Linked DNA regions of Sus scrofa: regions 2 and 3 are each linked to region 1. A link is a contact called in public Hi-C and HiChIP or PLAC-seq data. All regions are on one chromosome and are shown on one strand. Each heading gives the region's core, a stretch centred on a gene start, on an enhancer-like site or on the middle of the called end of the contact. The rest is flanking DNA. Distances are from core to core; before and after follow the strand shown.

What was found. A called contact is a pair of places that touch in the nucleus more often than the background predicts. HiChIP or PLAC-seq counts read pairs in DNA pulled down with a chosen protein or histone mark.
Region 2: a contact with region 1 is called in an H3K27ac HiChIP or PLAC-seq map of alveolar macrophages. The contact joins the promoter of MTPN here to the promoter of CNOT4 in region 1. A contact is called at or near these places in 1 of 47 Hi-C or Micro-C datasets (heart right ventricle) and 1 of 2 datasets of contacts at active chromatin or transcription factors (alveolar macrophages).
Region 3: a Hi-C map of liver shows a contact between it and region 1, with 4 times the contacts expected there. The contact joins the promoter of C18H7orf49 here to the promoter of CNOT4 in region 1. A contact is called at or near these places in 3 of 47 Hi-C or Micro-C datasets (heart right ventricle, liver and skeletal muscle).

Annotation. Positions count from the first base shown.
Region 1 is chr18:13,818,928-13,823,718 of Sscrofa11.1, reverse strand. CNOT4 (CCR4-NOT transcription complex subunit 4) reads right to left here and starts at 2,146. Exons shown (of 12, transcript XM_021078768.1): 1 at 1,901-2,146.
Region 2 is chr18:13,327,617-13,332,407 of Sscrofa11.1, reverse strand. It overlaps MTPN (myotrophin), which reads right to left and starts at 2,144. Exons shown (of 4, transcript NM_001256778.1): 1 at 2,005-2,144. The coding sequence starts at 2,076.
Region 3 is chr18:14,125,536-14,130,326 of Sscrofa11.1, reverse strand. C18H7orf49 (modulator of retrovirus infection homolog) reads right to left here and starts at 2,603. Exons shown (of 4, transcript XM_013985607.2): 1 at 1,681-2,603.

The DNA of each region.
Region 1 (4,791 bases), core at 897-3,396:
AAAAGTGATTAAAAAGGCAGCTATATGTATTTACATTTATACTTGAGGTATTATTACTTTCGCAAATAAGAGGTATATTGCTGCATGAGATTACTACTATGACTTTTAATATTTTTACATATATCTTAAGAACACAATGTTTATGTTTAAACTTGAGCTGTACATATCTGATCTATGTAATTCTGTTTGCTGTTCTGATAATTCTTTATTTCACAGCAGTCTGATTATAGCAAAAGCTCCCTCTTCCCATTATGCCATTAATCAGTACATCTCAATTTAGCTTTCACCAAAACAGACATCATAAGCCATTCTTGACTTCTAGTTTTCTGCTTTTTAATATAAATACTAATGACAATGAATGCCACCAAATGCACATATGTGCAGAGTTTGCCATTTCTTTTTCCAGTCTCCTTCTTTTCTATGGAAAAAATGAGCGATTTAGTTTTGAAAATCAATTTTTCTTTTGCATACACACCTAGTGGTTTTCAAGAGAAGATAATTTACTCAGATACCTACCGTCCTAGAAATATTAAAAGAAAGAACTTTCCAAATCCAAAAATATTAGGTAGATCTGATATAATCTGGAGAGGAAATTTCCACTCAAACTATAAATAAAATGTCATCAATTAAGCTGCACATCAATAAAACTCACTGAGCCAATAATCAATTCTCAATTTGGAAGGGTTCTGTAGCCCACATAAAACCTGCATATAATCAAACTACCACTGTTAATTTGCTTGCGGAGTTCACAGATAAATTTGGTTGTGTGCCAGATTTATCTTATTTTGAAATGCCTAGGCTAATATTTGTTGGTGTAATCAGAGCCCACATTAAGTGTCCTGGGGAGAGGCAATTCAGAAGAACGCTAGACAGCATGGAGAAACCGGTTCAAAATGAAAAGAGAAAGGAGGGGGAAAAAAGCCAAAAAGCAAAAACAAAAAGTCCCAACAGAGCGAATAATCCACAACCAGATCCCTGGAAACAAAACGAAGACGTTCCTCTCCGGGGCAGCCTGAATAAACGATCTTCACTCACAATGTTTAATAGTATCCTACCTCACTTCATTCACTTCCCAACTTCCTTGACTTCTCGGGGGCCAACACGGGGCATCCCTTTTTTTTTTTTTTTTTTTTTTTTTTTTTTTTTTTTCTGGAAGTGTATGTTGAAAGAATCTGTATAGCAAAGAGGGAAGGAACGGACAATACCCAAGAAAGCTGTGAAACAGGTGGGTTAGTACAAGCAGCAGCGTAATCTAGATACTTTAAGGGGCAGCTTTAAAATGACAGATGTGGTTAAAGGAAAGACTGCAAATCGGAAGAAGCTCTAAGGGTAGCAGGTAGGCTGGGGCTAAAAGCAAGCACGAGAGGGGGGCAAAGGCTAACTCCAGAGTGGTAGCAGGGAGCAAAAAACAAGCAGCAGCACGAGTGGGCAACGAGCAGTGGGATTAATGAGCAGCAGCAACACAGGTCAGAGTGGAAGTGATGGCTTTGGTCTTGGGAGACGGGGGCCACTGGGAAAGGACGTCAGAGGGGCGAAAGGGGGCTGGGAAAACAAGGAGTCCTGAGACCGAAGATTTCTTGCCCCTACAAAAATGTAGGGGAGAGCGTTGAAGACGAGCAGCCTCCTCGGCTGCCCAATTAAAGAGATTTTCGAAGCAGTCGGTGCTCGCCGCCGCGCTGCCTTCTGCCCCGCTCCCTTTTCCTGGTGGTAACTGCTGTGGCGTAGAGGGAAGAGGGAGGAAGAGGAGGAGGAGGAGGAAGACCAAGAAGGAGGAGGGTGAAGATGAGGCGGGGGGTGGGGAGAAAGGGGGGTGCGGCCTGCACAGTCCCAGCGAAGCCTCCGCTCTCTCGTAGCCGGTCAACCCCGGGTTTCCCCTAAGCCCAGCCCCGCATAGACTCACCCGCCTGCCTTGCCTCGCTTTTCCCTTAGCCGACTCCACGCGGTGCCGCGTCCTCACAAGAAACCACTGAACGAGTGTCGGGGAAAAAACTCTTCAGAACCGGGCCTGATTGCCTCAGCGAGTCCGACCTTTACGGCTGAGAGGGAGACTCTCAGCTTTCGGTGGGTTCCACAGCCAGACGGGCCACCATCTTACATTAGGGTAAGACTCCTCCGGCCTCCCGTGCGCAGGCGCACGCCGATCCGGCCAGGAGGGGCGGGGGAGGGGCGGGAGGAGCGGCCGGCGGCCGGTCCCGCAGCACCCTGGGAGTTGTAGTCCTCGGAGGGTAACCGCCCAGCTGCAAGCCGGGAATTGAAGTTCTCACTCGGAGGGCGGACCGGATCGCCTACCTCACGTGGTTGCCACACTACTGCCTTTCTCCGTGTTTTGCTTCCTTTTCGGCCCGGTGCTGCTTCTCTTGTCATTTGGTCGGCGGCCTTCGTTAGCGGTTCCGTTTCCTCGGTGTTGCTCAAATATGGGAAACCAGAACTCGCGGCGGGCGTAACCAATTTGGGGGAGCTGAGACCTTCTCTTTTCTGACCCCGCCTACCGTAGGTATTAAAGGAGGCAGGGTAGAGGCAGGTGGAAGGTAGGAGGGGCGCGGGATTTGATCTAGGGTGGGAATTGGATACTGAATTGGCATCTGCTTGTGGAAGGTGAATGTTAACTCGTTTCCCCTGTTTGTGCATTTTGGAGCCACCACCCTTGATCCGATCTTCACCATGAATCTCCAGTGAAAAGATACTCTAAATTATCCTGTATATACGTACAAGAGAACAGAAGACCCATGCGTTTACAAAAATGTGTTTCTGATTATATAAATTTGAGAACATTTTACGGATTTAGGTGCAAATTATTTTAAGTTCGATTTCCAGCTTGCACAGCTCTGCGCGCAGAGTTCACAAACCCTTCATACATCCATACATCCCAAGGAGTACAAGAATGCTCTCGCAATCCCAAAGAGCGCCGAGGAATTTTCAATCTCAAAAATCAATTTTCTGGTCCCTCCCACATGCCTCCTAGAATTCTGATGGAAGTGGCCGCTTGACGCAGTTGGTTTTGCTTGTTGCGTGAATTCTTCACCCATTCATGCAACAAATACTCAATGAGCTCCCCCTATGTGCCCAGCGCTGTTCTATACATGGGGAGGTGACAGCCAGCAAAATGACAAAATTCCTCTTCCAGGAATTCCTGTGTCTATTCTAGTGTGTGTGTGTTAAGGTGAAATAAAAGGGAAAGGAAGCAATTTTTAAGACATGATTAAAATGCATATTATACGGTAACTGATGAAAAAAATTGAACAGAAGGGGAATAGGGAAAGAGGTTGCAATTTTAAATCTGTAGACCTAATCTCATTGAGAAGACTTCATTTAATTTTTTAAAAATACGTTAGTTCTTTGTGTTTCAGTTTCTTCACTGTTAAGCCTGGAACCAGTTATTTGGTGGAAACTTAAATATATAATAAACTCACAATTTACCAAAAACTTGAAGTTGCGGAATCATGAACTCATAAGCTAGCAAGGAAACCTGGAAAGTCATTTGGATTTGCCACCTTTAGTTAACTATCTAAACATTCAATATAGGAGACATCTATTTTCTTAAATGTGTGCTTGTTCTTTTTTTGTTGGTTTTTTTCTCTTTTTTATTATTATTATTATTATTTTGGCTGCATTATTGTTATTATTCTTATTCTTCTTATTATTATTATTATTTTGGCTGCACTCGTGGCCAGGAACAGAACCTGTGCCACAGCAGTGACCTAAGCCACAGCAGTAATAACACAGGATCCTTAACCCACTGAGGCAAAAGGGAACTCTGTGTTTATTTGTTTTTTGGTTTTGGGGTTTGGGTTTTTTTTTTGTCTTTTGTCTTTTTAGGGCCACACCTGCGGCATGTGGAGGTTCCCAGGCTAGGGGTCCAATTGGAGCTACAGCTGCCAACCTACGCCACAGCCACAGCCACGCCAGATCTGAGCCACGTGAGGAACCACAAGACAATTCACAGCAACGCCAGATCCTTAACTCACTGAGCAAGGCCAGGGATTGAACCACAACCTCATGGTTCCTAGTCAGATTCATTTCCACTGCACCACAATGGGAATTCCAATGCATGCACTTTTTTTAAGAACAGTATCTTCATAATGTGTTTTATTAGCCTGTAATGAAATTCATGGATAATTTATGAATTTCATCTGCATACATGATTTTGTTTTAAATCAAAATAATGTGCTATATGATATAAAAACTACAAAGAAAGTAATTTATAATAGTGAATTCTATCTCAATATATAAATGCTCAGTCATGACTTTTCTAGAAAATGTAATCAAATTGTCATTCATTGGCACTTATAAATAAAATCTCCATGAATATGAAAGCTACAAATACCAATTGACACAGCTATAGTATTTTGGCTCTGTAGGGACAACACTAATCTATCTTCAGTGTCCACTGTAGATGCATTCCTAAAACATTGCTGTTAAAAATGTGTAAAAATTAAAAACAGCTTTGTTTTCATATGTAAAAAAAGGTCAGGTTTTGGAGTTCTTTTATGGCGCAGGGGCTTGGGGATCGGGCATTGTCACTGCTGAGGCTTGGGTCACTGCTGTGGTACAGATTTAAATCCTGGTCCAGGGATTTCCATATGCCACTGGTGTGGCCAAAAAAAACAAAAAACAAAAAAACTGTCCAGGTTTGAGGTAAAGATCACTATATACAGCTTTTTCACCTGCACTGGAGCATTTGCAAGCCTTGAGGTACAGAAAATAATTTTTCACGTAAGAAACAGTCCCATGTTTTATAGAAAGTCTGGCTTACCTGGCCCTTACCCTCTAAAGGCCAGTAGTACCTCCCAG
Region 2 (4,791 bases), core at 895-3,394, 490 kb after region 1:
CAAACCTTTTTGGATAAACTTGTTCTTCCTACTACTTCCTTTTCCTTTGTCCATCCTTCTCTCTCATGCACATCTTTTTTGTTAATGAGAATAGGCGGTATGGTAGTAAAATCAAAATCAAACTGAAGAGAATGACCTAATTTAAAAACTAACTGAAAATAAATTAATCCATTGTTACTGGCACATATTTTTCACAAAAATGTTTCTGTGTGATTGAAAACTGCATAAGTAGTCTGCCTGGATGTGGACCTTGGGATTGCCCTACTAGAAATCTTGACAGTATAAGTTTTCACAATTACAGTTTGGACTGTGAGCAGTTTTGGAGTCCAAGCTTTGGAGTCAACACTTTAGTTCTGGCTTTATCATGTGTTATCTCTGTAACTTTGGATTTCTTTTCTTAAGTGCCCTGCATCTCAGTAATCTTATCTGTAAAATGGGACTAATAAAAGGACTTAACTTCACCAAGAATGGTATAAAACAGTAACAGGAAGACACTACAGAAATTGTGTCATTTTGTAGCTGCAAGTTAGGATGGTACTTACCAACTTCTCGTAATCCAAGAATATTTAACAACCTAGGTTCCACCATTAACAGAAAAACAAAAGCCTACTCCCTTCCAGAGCACTGCAGTGTCCCACCACTGGAAGCGTACCATGAACTGAAGGGTTCCTCGTCAACTTCTTTCCTTTCATGTTACACTGAAACATCCAGCGAGTCTGGGTTTCAGAATGCCACTAGCTAAGAAGGCAGTCAACAGTGTGTCACAAATAACTAAGCAGATAACCTGTATGCAAAAAGTCTAAACTGTAATTGTATTAAACAGAATAGAAACTATCTGTAGCTTGCCTTGCACAATCCTTTAAGTTTTAAGAAACTCTGCTTCTGCTTACTTGCTTCCTAACACAGATCTCTGAAGCAAAAACACAGAGCCATACCAGTGATCATATCTTTTAAAATCTGGATCAGGTCCTCACACTTTCAGAAAGTGAGCAAGATGCCCTCCATGATCAAGTCAGAAAGCTATACTTTTTTGGATGCAAGATGTGCTCCATACTTAAGTCATAAAGTCATACCTTTGTTTTGGAAGATTTCTTTTTAGATCATCATCGTTTTAAAATCACATGTAAGTTCTCTCATAATTACAAATGGCACAGTTTCAGGGTCCAAAAGCAGGCCAGCTTGGAGTTTTAAGCTTACCACTCCATCACATTTGAGCTTAGGTTTGAGATTCCCTTTCATCATGATTTTACCCCTCAATACTCTGTGAATAAACTGCCTTGCTATTTACTACGCGTGTAAGCATTTCAGGTGGAATCGAGGAGGAAGATGGAGTAACTCAGTTAATATGCTTGTTTGAAAACGACTCAAGATATCTTAAACACTCCCAGGTGCTAACTGACAACCTTGCTACTTGAAGCAAGTAAGTTATTTGTTGTAGGGAGGGAGAGGAAAAGGGCCACACCCAAAGTTAAGACTTCACAGTGAAGTGAGACCAAGTTTCAGAATTTTAACTACTGCTATTTTCGGTACTCTTTTTCACGGTCCGTGACTACTTTATATTCATAACAGGCCCAAAGTCAAAGAAAATGTTCCTCTGATCCTCATCACCTAAGTTACTTCATTCAGCAGTCGGCGAGTCCAAGATGGAGAATTACCTCATCCAAAGAAAGATTTTAAGTAACTCAGGCGTAGGAGAGGGCCGAACCCAAATCATCAGGGCTTCCAAGTGACTCTGAAAGAGCGGGTCACCCCTTCTCCCCTCCCCCAAGGGGTCAGCGAGGCAAGAAGAGCCCGGCTGCATCCCCACGGCAGTTACCTGGCACAGAACGCGACCGTGGTTTGTGGACCCTTCTTTCAGTTTAGACGGTCCCTGCCTCCCCTCCCTTTGGTGTCACCTCCACCCAGGTCTCCCCCACCCCCGGCCGCCCCAGCTCCCCGCAGCTTCCTCAGCCTCCTCTCCATCCCGCCTCCGTGCTCTCGCCGACTGCACTCATGCCTGCTTACCTTGGCCACGTAGTCTTTCACCTCATCCAGGTCCCCGTTTTTCAGGGCCCACATGAACTCCTTGTCGCACATCACTGCAGCGGGGCGGGCCGGTTGCACGGGCAGAAGACGAGGAGGCGGTGGCAACAGCAAGCGGATACCGCGGGGCCAGAGGGAGACAGGGCCGCGCGGAGCTGGAGAGGAGAGAAGGCGGGGTAGGCCGCCAGGCGGGCGAGGCAGTTGGCCGCTGTGACCGTTGGGGCGGGAGAAAGAAAGTTTTTTTGCGGCCACCGGGCCCAGCAGAGCAGGTTCCGCCTGACCGAGGAGAAGCCGGAGCGTTTGCACTTCCGGTTCACTCCCAGCTAGGACCCTCCCCCCACTTCCTCTTCCTCTTCCCCTCGGCAGAGCGCCGGCTCCCGACCCCGCCCCGGCGGCCGGCGGCCGAGGGCTCGGGATGCGCAGGCGCGCTGTCGGGGCCGGCGGATGAATGCGGTCCGCGAGAAGTGTGCGGGGGCTTGGGGGCCGGAGGAGCGGGTCAGAGAGCAAGCAGAGGGAGAGTTAAGGCATTGCAGACCGGACGGGGACGTTTCTGGGCATCATAAACGGGAAGAACTTAAAAAAAAACAAACAAACCCACAACCTTGGAGGGCATCTTGTTCACCTTCTAAAGCGTCCCGTCCCGTAGGAATGTTTGATTTGAATTCCTTCCCTTCGGTTTTCTTCCCCTCCGTCCCTCCTTTTCTTCTTTCTCCGTCCGTCCCTTCCTGCTCCTTCCCTCTTTTCCTCCAATATCAAGGATCCCTTGGGATCCTTCCCCCACTTCATGTCAGACTCTGCTAGGCATAAAGGATACAGTTTAAAAAAAAAAAAAAAAAGGCATAAAACCGTCCCTGCCCTCAAGGAACGCTTCAGTCCTCCTGAGAACAAGGTAACTTCAGTGTGTTAGGACTGCGCATCATATTCTGTTGAGGGAAAAACTGCTTTTCTTCCGGATCAGCAAATGATCTTCAGGGACTAGGAATTAAGTTTGCTGCCATAGGGCAGAGCAAGCTTAACGGACCAGTGCAATTTGTGTTTTTGAAGTTTTGTGTTCCTTTGTTTTTAATGCTTTGAAGCTTCAGGACGGTGCTAGTGAAACCAGTTCTACTCTTCCTTGAGTTTACCCTGGGGCACAGCCACCAGGTGAATTGTGCCTCACCCCTGGTGATCCATACATGAACATAGAGAGAGCCAATAAAACCTCTTACTGAAACTATAATATTATATAGTCTATTATTTATGACCCACTAAACAATTAAACCAAGCTACTTTACTAGGCTTGCCATCTAGGAACCAGAAAACGGGCTGGAACCAGAATGTTTAGCTTTGAACACAGGACTGAGCCCTTATTAATTTTCTGTCACCTCGGGCAAATTACTTAACCCTTCTCTGTTCAGTCTTCCATCTATGTTAAATGGATATGACAATAGTGTTCAATGTATGCATATATATACATACATCTATATAGCTACGATTTAGAAAGAGCAAATAAAGATAGGATTCAAATCAAAAGAACTGCCAAATATTTAATACTACCTTGATTGTTATCCTGTTAATTTTACTTTCTGACAACTAGAAACACGACTCTACATACCTAAAGACGATACATCCCAAGAAACAAGTCCCAAGGAAGAATTTCTTGGGTAAATCTTGGAGTTCCTATCTCTTTTCTGACTCACCTATGTGATCTTTGAGTTACATCCTGGTGACAGCTCTGGATTTATATCTCTAGCCCAGACTTCTCTTATGTGACCCATTCTTATATTTAACTTCTTACCCATTTGAATGTCTCACATTTAACATGTCCAAAATAGAATTTGGTCTCCTCTGGATACTAAACCTAGTTGTCCCCTAGACCACGCCTTCTCTGTGGATGACATCACCACCCACCCTGTCCCTAAAACCAGAAACATGGTAACAAAGATTCTCTCCTTGAACAAACTCTAACCAGGCTCCTGTTATTATTATTATTATTATTATTATTATTATTATTATTATTATTTCCTTTTTAGGGCCACATCTGCAGCATACGAAGGTTCCCAGGCTAGGGGTCTAATAGGAGCTGCAGCTGCCAGCCTACACCACAGCCACAGCAATGCAGGATCTGAGCCGCATCTTCCACCTCCACCACAGTGCATGGCAATGCTGGATCCTTACCCCACCGATGGAGGTCAAAGATCGAACCTGCAACCTCATGGTTAATAGTCAGATTTGTTTCCACTGCACCGCAACAGGAACTCCTTTTTTTTTTAAATTTTGAGAAAATGTTTAGCTTTCTTTTAACTAGGCCTCCCTCAACCTTCATCTAGTAAGACTTGAACAACACGAACACAGTTCCTAACAGTTTAAGGCCACAGCCTAAAATGACCCCAGGCCACCTTAACGTGCTTGCAGGAGAAAAGTCAGGGCTGCCAAGGCTCCTGTTTGGTCCAGTCAGCACCTGAGGACAGGCCCTCCCTCTCTCGGTCTCTGTAGGAGGGTGGAATCCTGACTTCGATGATTGCCACTAGCAGACACAGCTGGCCTAATTGCATTTATATGGACTAGTCTGCTGTAATTTTTTACTTCCCTGACACTAAGCCCCTACTCCACTCCACTCCCTCATTCTCCGTTTCAAACACCTATTCATCTCTGCACAAATGGAAGTTCAGTTCACACTGGACCTTTTTTTCCCTATAGCTGTAGTTATTACTGCTGAAATTCTCTCCTTACCACTTTAACTAGTGTCCTGCTTTGTTCGTCTTTGACAATGGGAGTCATAAATAACTC
Region 3 (4,791 bases), core at 1,354-3,853, 310 kb before region 1:
ATGAGCACAAAGGGGAGGTGTGGCGATGGGCTCAGGGAGAAGCAGCCTTCTGACCTGCCTCGGGGCCAGGGCCCCACATGGGCAGCCAGCCCTGAGCGGAAATGCCCCCAGCAGCCTCTGCACTGAGCCATTTGACATGTTGCTCATTGTCCCCGGCCTGCCCAGACTATCCTACTTTTCAGCATCTCTCCCATTGGCTCCCCCAACTCAGGCCTCTCATTCCCTCTATCTTCTGTGGTTGTAAGAGACCTCAAGGCCATTTCGATTTACAATGAGGGTTTCACTGGCCAACATCCCCTCCCTTAATCCAAAATTATTTCTGGGAGTTCCCATTGTGACTCAGTGGTAATGATCCTGACTAGTATCCATGAGGATGCAGGTTCAATCCCTGGTCTCGCTCAGTGGTAAGAGATCCAGCGTTACCGTGAGCTGTGGTGTAGGATGCATATTCAGCTCAAATCCTGAATTGAGTTCCTGTGGCTGTGGTGTAGGTCAGCAGCTCTAGCTCCGATTCGACTCCTACCTAGCCTGGGAACTTCCATATGCCTCAAGTGCAGCCCTAAAAAGACAAAACAACAACAACAAACAAACAAAAAAAACCCCCAAACTTCTGATGTCATATTTTAGCTGGGCGTTGGGGTCAGGGACAACTGTGCCTGGCTCCTCCCATGTGTGAAATGGATCGGGGGAGGGTGGGCCAGTCTCCCATGTAATGCGGCTTCTTCCCACCAGGCCCACTCCCAGGGGATTCCACCTCAGCCCCTCCTCCTTAAGGCTCAGCCCCACCCCAGGACTCAAGGGATGCAGGTTTCCACCCTCGCTTAGTTAACCCCAAATGCAGCTCAGGGTCCCTGTGTACAAAGGTTCTTAGTGGAGCAGAGGTGTGACTAGAAAAAGGCCAACTAAGAATAAGAGGTTCCTCTTTGAATCTTAACTCGATCTTTTATTGCTCCTCTAGAATGGCTGCTTACAACTTAAAAGAAAAAAATTGGGAGTTCCCCTTGTGGCTCAGTGGGTTAAGGACCTGATGCTCTGTGAGCGGGTTGGATCCCCGGCCCAGCTCAGTGAGTTAAGGATCCAGCGTTGCCACTAAACTGCAGCTTAGGTTGCAGATGTGGCTCAGATCCAGCGTTACGTAGCTACAGCATAGGCCGGCAGCTGCAGCTCTGATTGGGCCCCTGGCCCAGGAACTTCCATATGCCACAGGTGAGGCCGTAAAAAGGGGGAAAAAAAAAAAAAGAATTACCAGGACATCATCCAAACCTTTCTGGCCACAGAGAGCAGACTCACTTCTGTCAAAATTCAAGAGGTGGTAACAGTCATTTCCACATCTGAAGAGCAGCTGCTAACCGCCTGGCACAGGCACTGCACAGAGGTCAATGCATATATTGGTTTGACCCTTAGGCAGATACTATGAGACCCATTTTACAGATGAGTATCTGAGACCTGGCAAATTGCACGAAATCACAAAAAAAGTTCGAAACGGCCGGGTCAGGACTGGCACCCTGCTCCTCCAGACTCCGGGCCCTGTGCTCCCTGGCCCGGTGGCTGGGGGTGGTGAGGGCCTGGGACTCCCCGGCGCCGCCCCGCGGGCGCCGGCCCTGCCCAGCGCTCCCATTCTCAGCCGCCGCTTCCCTCCGGGACCCCGTCCCGCCCTGGAGCGATGAGACCGATGCCAACCTGCAGGAGGAGGGGAGACGCCGAACATCCACGCGGGGCCTCGCAGGCTACCGGACCCCCGCGTTCCCGGCGCTCCTCCGGCCCGGGCTTCCTGCCTCCGGGCCCCCACCCCCTTCTTGGCTGCCGGGGAGCGTCCGGGAGATGGATTCTGGGCGGTTTAGGGAGCTCAGATCCCCGCGGGCCGGAAGCCTGCCCCGCGCGCACGGTAACCCGCCCCCCGGCTCCGCCGCGTCCCTGCGCTTCCGGCTCCCGACCACCGGCCTGCGCAGAGGCGCGGGCGCGCCCCCTGCCGGCAGCTCGCGTGATCTGCGCCCCGGGCCAAGGAGCCAGGACACCCCAGCTGATCAGAGGCCGGCCCCGCTGTCCCGGGTCCTGACAAACCCACTCCTTGACCAAACTCAGGTCAGGCTCCTCTGAACTCTCAACTAGGCCCTGTCGCTTGGACTCCACATTGTCCGTTTTTAGCAAGAATACTGCCAAGTTGGTTTAGCCAGCGTCCACCCACCCTCCATATCTGATTTTCAGCTGCCACCAGCTCCCAGGTGATGCCTGATTCCCCCACCCCCGCCGCCTGCCCTCCGCAAGAATCCTGTTAGGTCAGTTTGGCCAGAATCCCCCTTACCCCTGATGTTTCCTCTTAATCATGCATCCACTGACGCCAGCCCTGCCACTTTTCCTTGCAGTGGTTGAGCCCAATCTTTTCCCCTGCTGCAAAATCCTATTGAATAAAATTTGCCTTATTGTTCTTTAAGAAGCATCATGAATGATTTTAACAGTATCTTGTACCCAAATGTATCTCTATTTGAGGCTTGCTGATTGGATTTTGTTAAAGTGTCAATTCCCAGGCCCCCTGAACCAGAAATTAGGGGCAGAGGAGCAGGTGGATCTGCATTTTTGAAACTCTGCCGGAGGGAGCAGGAGAGAATTCCCAAAGCCTGAGTTCCGCACTCTTTGGAGGCATACATCCCCCTGGGAGCAGGGGTGGTGCAAGGTGAACCCCTCAGAGGCAGGAAGGGAAATTAAAGACTGTTAACATTTGTTATCTTGAAAGTAGGTCTTACTAATAATATTCAAATTGGCCTTCGAGGTGTTCCCTGCACTAGCGGGGTGCTCTGGCAGGCTGCCCAGGTGTCCTCGCTGCTTTCCTTGCAGCCTGATGCTGAGCACTGCAGTTCACACGTGGGGTTAGCATCTAGTTTTATTTAAAATCACACCACTCATAGTAACCTAAAAGAGGCAGGCGAAGAAACCCCAGGTGTCAGACACAAGTAAAAAGGCTAGCACAAGCCGTTACAGGTGTAACTCCTACCATATTTTGAGGCAAAAGGATGATCAGAACCGACAGTCCGATCCCCAAACACAAAACTATCGAGACGGCCATTTGAAGTGTGATTTATAACCAATAGCTAGTAATAGAAAATTACTCTCCATGTGCTGGAAGTGCAGGGTGGTGGAGAGTGATCCAGAGTTTGAGAACCCTGAATCCAGAGCCAGGCGTTCTCGCTTCCAGCTGTGTGGCATCTCAGCTTCTCCAAAGCACTTTAACCCCATACTAATCTTCAACCCAAGCGAAGGAGGCTGAGCCAGGGAAGTTTAAATCCTTTAGCTGTGGGATGAGCCAGGGCTCTGCCTGCAGCCTCTTCAGGAGGCCAACACAGATGGGCAGGACCTGCTTCTACTCTGGTTCTCTAACTGAACCCAGGTTCGGCTGCTCATCGCCTCTATGCCAGTAATTTGAGAGGCAAGTGTCACTAGAAGGGAAATATGCCTTCATCAGGAAAGTTGGCAATCCCCCAAGATTCTGCTCAACCATGACAGTTTTTACAGGGAAAATTGGCGGGGGGCAGGGGGGTAGAATCTCAGTGACTCATGGAGGCAGGAGGTTGGGTTCTGCATCCTTCTCCATTGAGTGCTGACCCCTTTAGATGTTATCTCGCCTGGGTCATCTGCCTGCAGGATTGCTCACGGGGACTGTTGAGGGTAGAAAGCTACTCACTGTTTATGTTAAGGCCACACCCACAGCATATGGAAGTTCCCAGGCCGGGGACTGACTCTGAGTCCCAGCTGCGACCTACACCACAGCTGCAGCAATGCCAGATCCTTTCACCCACTGTGCAGGCCTGGGGATCAAACCCGTACCTCGCAGTGACTGGAGCCACAGCAATCAGATGCTCCATTTTTAATTGTTAAAATTTTTATTCTTTAGATTTTCTTACTAACTTAATTCATCATCCTTTTTGTCTAGGAAAAGACCAGGTTAGACAAGACATGGTGTGCATTCAGGAGGGCCTAAGTCAGGAGTCCGTTTCAATTGCGCAGTAATGTCATTCCTATAACCAGGTTCTTTTAAGGTTAGAGGGGAACAGAAGTGGGCACACAGGAAAGGGCAAAGGCTGCATTTGGTTCCAGGGCAGGCTCACTGACCTCTAGGGTCCTCCGCTCCCACAACTGTGAGCCAGGACAAACCCAAGTCTATTGGTGGAGATGCATCATTTTGTTTTGTGAATGAAGGAACAGAGAGCACTTGCTATTATTAGAACTACTCCCTCCACCTTTTTCTCCTTAAAAACCTCTTCCCATAACCTGCTGAAAAACGGGGCCTGAGGAGCAGGAAACCAGCCTCTGCATAAAAAGTTTCCCGTGTGAAAGTCCGAGTGAGGATGAGAAACCCAAGCTGTAGCATTCGAATGGGTCAGAGTCAGCTCCCGCAGCGCTGTGATGGCTGAGCTGCGGGGGTCTGTCTTGGAGCAGAAGCAGGGGAGCAGGGCCAGGCCCTGAAGAGAGCCAGAGAAATGTGCCTCATTCTCCCGCAGAGCCCAGCCCAGAGCCGGGGCCCACATCTGCGCCCGAGGCATGAGCTCGGGGGCCTGAGGCTGGATTGGGTGGTTTTCTTCCAGCTGCCCTTGCCCAAGCTAGTGGAGGGGACTTGCTGGGGTTCTCAGCTAGATGCCAAGCAGGTATGGAGGAGAGGTAAACTGAAGTTCTGACAGCCTTTACTGGAGGGTGGGAGCTCATCTTGGGGGTGGGGGGCGGGAGGAACCCAGGAGGAGTGCCTGCTGACAGGCCCTGGGAGGGGCTGGAGGCCGGAGACAAAGCCAGGTGGGGGCAGGG